Linked DNA regions of Muntiacus reevesi: region 1 is linked to region 2. Evidence: chromatin contacts called from public Hi-C data. All regions are on one chromosome and are shown on one strand. The core of a region is the stretch at or near the end of the contact, and the rest is flanking DNA. Distances in the headings are between cores, read along the strand shown.

Region 1 (3,839 bases), core at 1,194-3,693, 320 kb before region 2:
TCTCTGTGGGTTCCAAAGTGACCATATGGGGAGTGGGGGGAGGACAGGGCGGGCTTGCCTGGTCCGTGTGTGTTTGGGTGCCTGTGTGAAGCTGAGGCAGCAGAGGGTCAGGCTGCCTGGCAGCTCTCCTGGGTGGGCAAGTGAAGGTGTGTGACTGGGAGACAAAACCAGGGCCGGGCGAGCCGCGCTGCGTGTGTGGGGAGGGCCGGGAGGAGCGGCACTCTGCCACCCCAGGTCAGCTGTGCACGGAGGGGCACAGCCCAGGAGCTCCAGCGGCCTGAGAGCCAGCACTGTTGGGGGGCTGGTGCCCAGGCAAGGCCCTCCCTGTAGGGGTGTCTGGGGATGCCTGAGACTACTAATCTACCCCACGGCCCCACCCTGTGACAATCACCTCAGCAGCTGAGCCTTACAGCCTATGGAGCAGGGCACCCTGGGACACTGTAGTGTGTTCTTGGCCACCAACAGAGGCTGGTGCCTGCTTGTGGCATCTCGCCAGCAGTCACTGGTTTACTGGAGGGTGTCCGAGTCATGTTGTTAGAAAGGAGAAGGCACCAGCGGTCTGTCTCCAGGATCCCAGTCCATCTAGTATCCTGAGCTGGTGAGGGTGGGAGTGCAACCTCAGCAGATGTGGGGGCAGGCCTGGGGGCACAGGTCAAGCCCCACTTCCCCCTCTCACCCCACTTCCTTTTAAACACTACATTTCTCAGCCCAAAGTGAGACATTTACAAAAATAATAAAAAATAATTTTCTAAAAAGAGGAGTCAAGAGGTGTTTTTACAACATACTATGTTGCTTTTGTGGTCTATAATTTCTTTCGATATTTTCTGTCTGTATAATTTTTAAGCCAAGTTTTGTTTGTATTTCCTTACAAGACAGCCTCACCAATGGGCCTCCCAGCCAGGGGCTGAGGCTGGTCCCAAACCTCAGTCTCCCCACCCCAGGCCCCCAGCTCTTGCTGGCAGTGCCTTGGATGCGCATCCCTGTCTGATGGGTGGGGAAGGCCAAGGCTAGAGAAGCTGGGTCCTCTCTCAAATGGGATCAGGCCCAGAACCTGAGCTGCCCTGAGGATGCTGGTGCTGGAGGGCTGGAGGCACAGAGAGGTCAGGAGGTGCCCTCCACGCTCAGCCTGTTCAGCTGGGACAGTCTGTTCCCACAGCTTGACTCCCCCCATCCCCATCCTGCATCTCACTGTGCCCCTGGAACCTCACAGCCCACCTGCCAAGCAGCCACCTTGGTTTCCTGCCCCCCTGGGATCCACGTTGGGGAGGGCAGGGGGCAGGGAAGAGCAGCACACCCTTAGGGGAGGCTGAGCGGAGGCCCTCCTGCAGCTCCTCAAGCTCAGCCTCAACCCAGCCCTGTAGCCACCCACTGGCCCTGGGCAACCTTCCCTGGACCTGCAGACCCGCTGCCCTCCATACAGCTCCCTCCCCAACAGGCCTTGCTGCCCATCCACTGGCTGAGAGTTTTACCCCATTGGGTGTGATTCCATTTCTGATTCTTAGGGGAGCCCGCCAGGCTCCTCTGTCTATGGGATTCTTCAGGCAAGAATACTGGAGTGGATAGGCATTCCCTTCTTCAGGGGATCTGCCTGATCCAGGGATCAAACTCAGTTCTCCTGCATTGCAGGCAGATTCCTTATGGTCTCAGGGAAGCCCCATTTCATTACATTTGCCTCCCGGTCCTTCCAGGCCTCCTCTAGGGCCTTTGGGGCGTCAGCCCTGGCACCTAGGGCCCAGGGGCCCGCAGTGGCAGCGGAGACAGAGCCACACGGCCTAGCAGGTGTTTGGTTCTCCAGGCGTGGGTAGAGGACGGGCACGTAGAGGCCGCCAGGGCTCCCTACGCCCCGGATCTCCCGGCTGAGGCCACAGCGCTCCAGGCTCGAATCCTGCCCCCTTTACCTCTCAGCACATGACGGTTTTGCAGTTTTATCGAGCGCACGCTGAGTTTTCCAGGAATACAACCGTCGAGCACACCGAGAAGTTCAATTCATTTTGGAACTCAACACCCCCCTCCCGCCTGCAGGACTGGGGGTCGGAGTCCCCGCGTGTGAGGACTCCGGCGCGTTCGCGGCTGGTGCAGGTTCTGCGGGGACACAGATCCGAGCGCCCAAGTGCCCGTGGTCCCCGAGGCCTTCCTCTCCTCCCCTGCGAAGGCAGTGCGTTCCTCAGGGCAGGTCGCGCGGGTGTCCAGAACAGCGGCAGCAAGCGGCGGGAGCCCGGGAGACCTCACCCCAAGGGCGGCTGCGATGGCGGGGCGGGGCCCGCGCTCCGCGCGCGGAAGACCCGGGTGCTGAGGACGCCTTCCGCGCTTCGGGCCCCTTCCGCGCTTCGGGCCCCAGCGCAGCCCTACTACAATTCCCAGGATGCTTTGGGCACCTGGACTACACTTCCTGAGATGCTCCGCGGCAGAACCGGACCTGCGCGTGGGGCCGGGGAGGGCGGGGCCGCCGCGCCAGCAGAGAGCGCGCGAAGTCCGGAACCCCGAGTGCAGGATGAACCTGGAGCGCGAGCTTCGCCGTGAGTCCAGGGAAAAGCGCCCGAGCTCGGGGGCTGGAGACAGCCCTGGCCCTCCCGGGCGGAGAGGCTCAGCGCTCAGGCCTCGTCTCTCTCTCTGCAGAGCTGAGCAAGGCCAAAGCTAAGGCCCAGAGGAGCGGGCGGCTGCGGGAGGAGGCCTCCGTCTGCCACCAGCTAGGGGAGCTCCTGGCCAGCCATGGTGCGTGGGGTGGAGTAGGGGCCACAGGGGCATGGGACCGGGGGCAGGGGCTTCCTGAGTACCGGCCGGCCGCCTCCCCATTGGCCTTGCTGCCCCTGGCCCACTGCCCAGTCGGACGGAAACCTGTCCCGCCCACCCAGGCTGCTACGCGGAGGCCCTGCGAGAGCACCAGCACGAGCTGCAGCTCCTGGAGACCACCGACGACCCCCTGGGCTGCGCCGTGGCCCACCGCAAGATCGGAGAACGGCTGGCGGAGATGGAGGACTACTCGGCTGCCCTGCAGGTGGGCGGAGACCGGCCCACCCCAACGCTGGCTACAGTCTACTCTCCCAGGCTCGCATCTCCTGGGGGCAGAGCCCTCGGGATGCACGCACCACAGCCTCTTCTGGGAATGTGGCTCCAGAAACCACTGATGAATATGTTACTGGAGCTGAAATCACTGGGAGCTGGCTGGGTGGGATTCCAGACCCTTTATCCACACAGAGCTGCCCTGGCTTCTGTGTTCCCGCAGCACCAATGACTCCCAGTCAGTTTCTCCTTGCATGATTGGCTGGTTAGCATGTGGTGCCACCGTCCCAGCAGGCAGTGCTTGGCATAGAGGAAACAGTGTGTGTGCAGCCTGGTTTCGGCCTGCACCTGGGGGCTTGGGGGACATGTGGGGCTTGCTTGCGGTGGGGGTTGGCTCACAGCGGCCATACTTCTTTGCCCCCAGCACCAGCACCGCTACCTGGAGCTGGCATGTGCCCTCTCCAACCACGTTGAGCAGCAGAGGGCCTGGGCCACCATTGGCCGCACCCACCTGGACATCTATGACCACGACCAGTCCCAGGACGCCTTGCAGCAGGCACAGGATGCCTTCGAGAAAAGCTTGGCTATCCTGGATGAGAAGCTGCAGGGTGACTGCCTTTGGGCCTGGCCCTCCCCGACTTTGGCCTCCTGTGCTCTGCAGGGAGAAGAGGCTACAGCCTCACTGCCCATGTGGCAGGTCCCCTGTCTAGCTTCCTCTCTTTGTGAGGCTGAGCCTGGCTCTCAGAACCCCCCCACAGCCCCCCACTTTGTGACCCTGCAGAGCCCATGCTCCTCCTGACTCCTGACCTCAGATCTGGCTGCCTTTGCTCTATTCCCGC
Region 2 (3,854 bases), core at 1,292-3,791:
TAGGTCCCTACTAGACCATTTATTCTCACTTCACAAACTCACAAGCAGTAAGGCTGGAGTTGTTAGCCCTGTTTCTCTGTTGAGGGACTGAGGCTTCGAGATGCCCCAGGACCAGAGGTCAAGTTAACTTCCCCCGGCTTCAGTTGTCTTTACATTGTGTTATACATTGTATAGACATGGTATTATACATTGTGTTAGAACGCAATGAGTTCCATTTCAGTTCAATCGCTCACTTGTGTCCGACTCCTTGCAACCCCATGAACCGCAGCACGCCAGGCCTCCCTGTCCATCACCAACTCCCAGAGTTTACTCAAACTTATGTCCATTGAGTCGGTGAGCTATCCAACCATCTCATCCTCTGTTGTTCCCTTCTCCTCCTGCCCTCAATCTTTCCCAGCATCAGGGTCTTTTCAAATGAGTCAGCTCTTCGCATCAGGTGGCCAAATTATTGGAGTTTCAGCCTCAACATCTGTCCTTCTAATGAATACTCAGGACTGATCTGTTTTAGGATGGATTGGTTGGATCTCCTTGCAGTCCAAGGGACTCTCAAGAGTCTTCTCCAACACCACAGTTCAAAAGCATCAATTTTTCTGCACTCAGCTTTCTTTATAGTCCAACTCTCACATCCATATGTAACTACTGGAAAAACCATAGCCTTGACTAGATGGACCTTTGTTGACAATTAGTTCCATGAGAAGACAAAGCATAGAGCAGGCAGGGGTGACTTCAGGTTTTGTACAACTAGAAGCTCATACAATTTGAGGGCCCTTTTTAAAAGAAAAAAACCTAAAAATGACAAATGTGAAGTCGAGGTCAGGGCTTTAGGAGGGCCCTTGAAGACTTTTAAGTTCAAGTTAAACCTGCCACCAAGAGCCTAGTAAGGTGAGTTGGGGGGAGGGGTGGCCAGGTGGCCCTGTGGGAAAGGCTGGTCTAGAAGAGGGAAGGGCCAGTACAAAGGCATCAGGGAGGAAGGGTCTGCTGCATTGACAGCAGAGCATGGGGGATGCAGGGGGCTTTCGGCCAGCAGGGACTGGGGCCTGGTCAGTTCAACCTGGCAGGTCTTCCAAAGGACTTTGGCTTTACCATGGTCCAATCTTTAGCAGCTGTTGGTGCGACTTATAAGGCACACCCTGCCCTCTGTTGAGGATGGACGGTGCAAGAGGGCAGGAGTGGCAGAGAGAGATCAGTTCAGAAGTCAGAGACATGTCTAGATGAGAGATGCAGAGGCTCAGACCAGGGTGGGGACAGCTCAGGGTACAGGCTGTACAGGCCCTCAATCCCTTGCAGAAGTAGCAGGGGTTGAGCGGAGTTTTTGTGACTGAGGGCTAAGTGGGGGGGTGGGGGTGGAGAGCACTGTGGGCACAACTCTTCCAGAGGCTGGAAGCCAATGGAGTATGGGCACCAGGGAAGGGGCGACTGGGTGGCAAGAGGGAATGTGGGTTCTAAAGGTGCAGCCAGGCGAGAGGCGTGGCAGTGCTGTGGGCCAGCAGTGATGGGGACGTACCCCTTCAGGGTCAGGAGCTGAGCTGCTCGCCCTTGAAAGGTGGGAGGTCAGCCACCTTTGAGTTGTTGAAGGGTGAGTGCAGGTGCAGGCGCCAAGGTTGCTGGGGAGAGTTGAAAGTCAGCCTCATTCATTTGAATCAGTTCTAATGAGATGGATGAAACTGGAGCCCATTATACAGAGTGAAGTAAGCCAGAAAGATAAAGACCAATACAGTATACTAATGCATATATATGGAATTTAGAAGGATGGTAACGATAACCCTATATGCAAAACAGAAAAAGAGATACAGAACAGACTTTTGGACTCTGGGAGAAGGCGAGGGTGGGATGTTTAGAGAGAACAGCATCGAAACATGTATATTATCTAGGGTGAAACAGATCACTAGCCCAGGCTGGATGCATGAGACAGGTGCTCAGGCCTGGTGCACTGGGAAGACCCAGAGGAATCCGGTGGAGAGGGAGGTGGGAGGGGGGATCAGGATGGGGAATACATGTAAATCCATGGCTGATTCATGTCAATGTGTGACAAAAACCACTACAATATTGTAAAGCAATTAGCCTCCAACTAATAATAAATGGAAAAATAAATAAATAAATAAATAAACAAATAAAAAAGAAAACCAGCCTCAACCAGACCCAAAGTCTCTTCAGTGGGGGAAGGGAACACAGAGGCTTGAGGTCTTTGAGTTGGGGGCAACGGCTCAAGAACCCAGGCAGATTTACTAGGGAGGGTGATTGGCTTGGTGTCTTGAGGTTCACAGGGAAGGGCCAGGGGGAGGGGAGGACCTCCAGGGGCCACTCCCCACATCCTGCCAGCCACTGGGCTGGGGTGAGACAGATGAGAGAACAGGTGGGCTGAGGGAGTGGGGGTCGGGGGGGGGGGGTCGGGCTGGGGAGGGCGGGGGGGCGGGGGCAGGGCTGGAATATCCTGCAGGAGGAGCCTGAGGAGTGAAGCACCTGAAAGGCCACACTCCCCAGCACTGCCGGCTCCTCCCTTCCTGCAACAGTTTCACTTTTGCTTCCTGTCCCAGGGTGCGGGGAGGGAGTCCCGGCTGAAGGCCCAGACTGGGGCGGCCCAGGCTGGGGCTGGGGAGCTTAAGTGGGGGGATGTAGGTCACCTGCATGGTGAAGGGGGCGTCAGGGAACGCTGCCAAGGGACCCGGGCTGCGTGAGGCGGAACGGTGGGGCTGCTGCCTGCCCCTTCTTCCGGCCCCAGGGCAGCGATGGGGGAGGCAGAGGCACAGGCGGGAGCGGCCGTGGAGCTCAGTGGTCTGCCCCCCAGCGTCCAGGATGAGCTGCTCATGCTCTACTTCGAGAACCGCCGAAGCTCGGGGGGTGGGCCTGTGGCGAGTTGGCAGAGACTCGGCCGCGGGGGCATCCTCACCTTTGAGGAGCCTGCAGGTGAGGGACCAACGGAAAGGGGCAGCCTGGGCCCCGCTGGCCACTGGCCCTGACTGCACACTCCCCTCGTCCACAGATGCCGCAAGGGTCCTGGCCCGGCCAGAGCACACTCTCCAGGGGGCTCAGCTGAGCCTGCGGCCAGCCCCACCACGCGCCCCTGCGCGCCTGCTGCTCCAAGGACTGCCTCCTGGCACCACACCCCAGCTCCTGGAGCAGTACGTTCAAGCTCTGCTTTGTGCCGTTGGGCACCCGGAGCAGCCTTGCCAGGCCCTGGCCAGTCCCCGACCAGATCGCGCTCTGGTGCAACTGCCCAGGCCCCTTTCTGAGGCAGGTAAGAGGTGGGATTGGGGCGGCCTGCCTGTTAGGGGAGGCACCCTGAGCTGACTTGCATCCTCCCCACAGAAGCTGGCGTCCTGGAGGAGCACGCCCGGGCCCTGGGCCTGGAGGGGTCTGAGGTCTCCCTGGCCTGGGTGCCCCAGGCCCGGGCAGTGCGTGTGGTAGGAGGTGGCCCCCCTGCAGACCTGCTGCTGCTAGAGCTGTACCTGGAGAATGAGCGCCGCAGTGGCGGGGGGCCCCTGGAGGGCATGCGCAGCCTCCCGGGGCACCTGGGCACTGTGGTCTCCTTTCGGCACTGGCAGGGTGAGTGGGGCAGGACAGGGCAGTCCCACATCATGGCTTGGAGCCCTGATGACCTTCCGTTCTTTCCCTTCTTCCAAGTGGCCGAGCGGGTGCTGCAGCGGGACCACCGGCTGCAGGGCTCAGAGTTGAGCCTCGTCCCCCACTATGACGTCCTGGAGCCTGAGGAGCTCGCCGAGGACGCCGGTGGAGGGAGCTGCCCAGGAGAGCTGGGGCCTGGGGCCCCCGAGCATGTTCTCCAGGAGGCAGGAGGACCAGCCAGGGTACAGAATCATGCTGGGGATGTCACACTGGGCTCTGAGGAGGCGTCAGGG

What was found. Hi-C and Micro-C count contacts between places; a contact is called where the count stands out from the background.
Region 1: a Hi-C map of blood shows a contact between it and region 2, with 4 times the contacts expected there. The contact joins the promoter of TONSL here to the promoter of PARP10 in region 2. A contact is called at or near these places in 2 of 3 Hi-C or Micro-C datasets (blood and muscle).

Annotation. Positions count from the first base shown.
Region 1 is chr12:77,250,280-77,254,118 of mMunRee1.1, reverse strand. TONSL (tonsoku like, DNA repair protein) reads left to right here and starts at 2,443. Exons shown (of 26, transcript XM_065902875.1): 1 at 2,443-2,516; 2 at 2,617-2,712; 3 at 2,853-2,995; 4 at 3,425-3,608. The coding sequence starts at 2,492.
Region 2 is chr12:76,927,397-76,931,250 of mMunRee1.1, reverse strand. PARP10 (poly(ADP-ribose) polymerase family member 10) reads left to right here and starts at 2,541. Exons shown (of 10, transcript XM_065902665.1): 1 at 2,541-2,904; 2 at 2,981-3,235; 3 at 3,307-3,543; 4 at 3,622-3,854. The coding sequence starts at 2,727.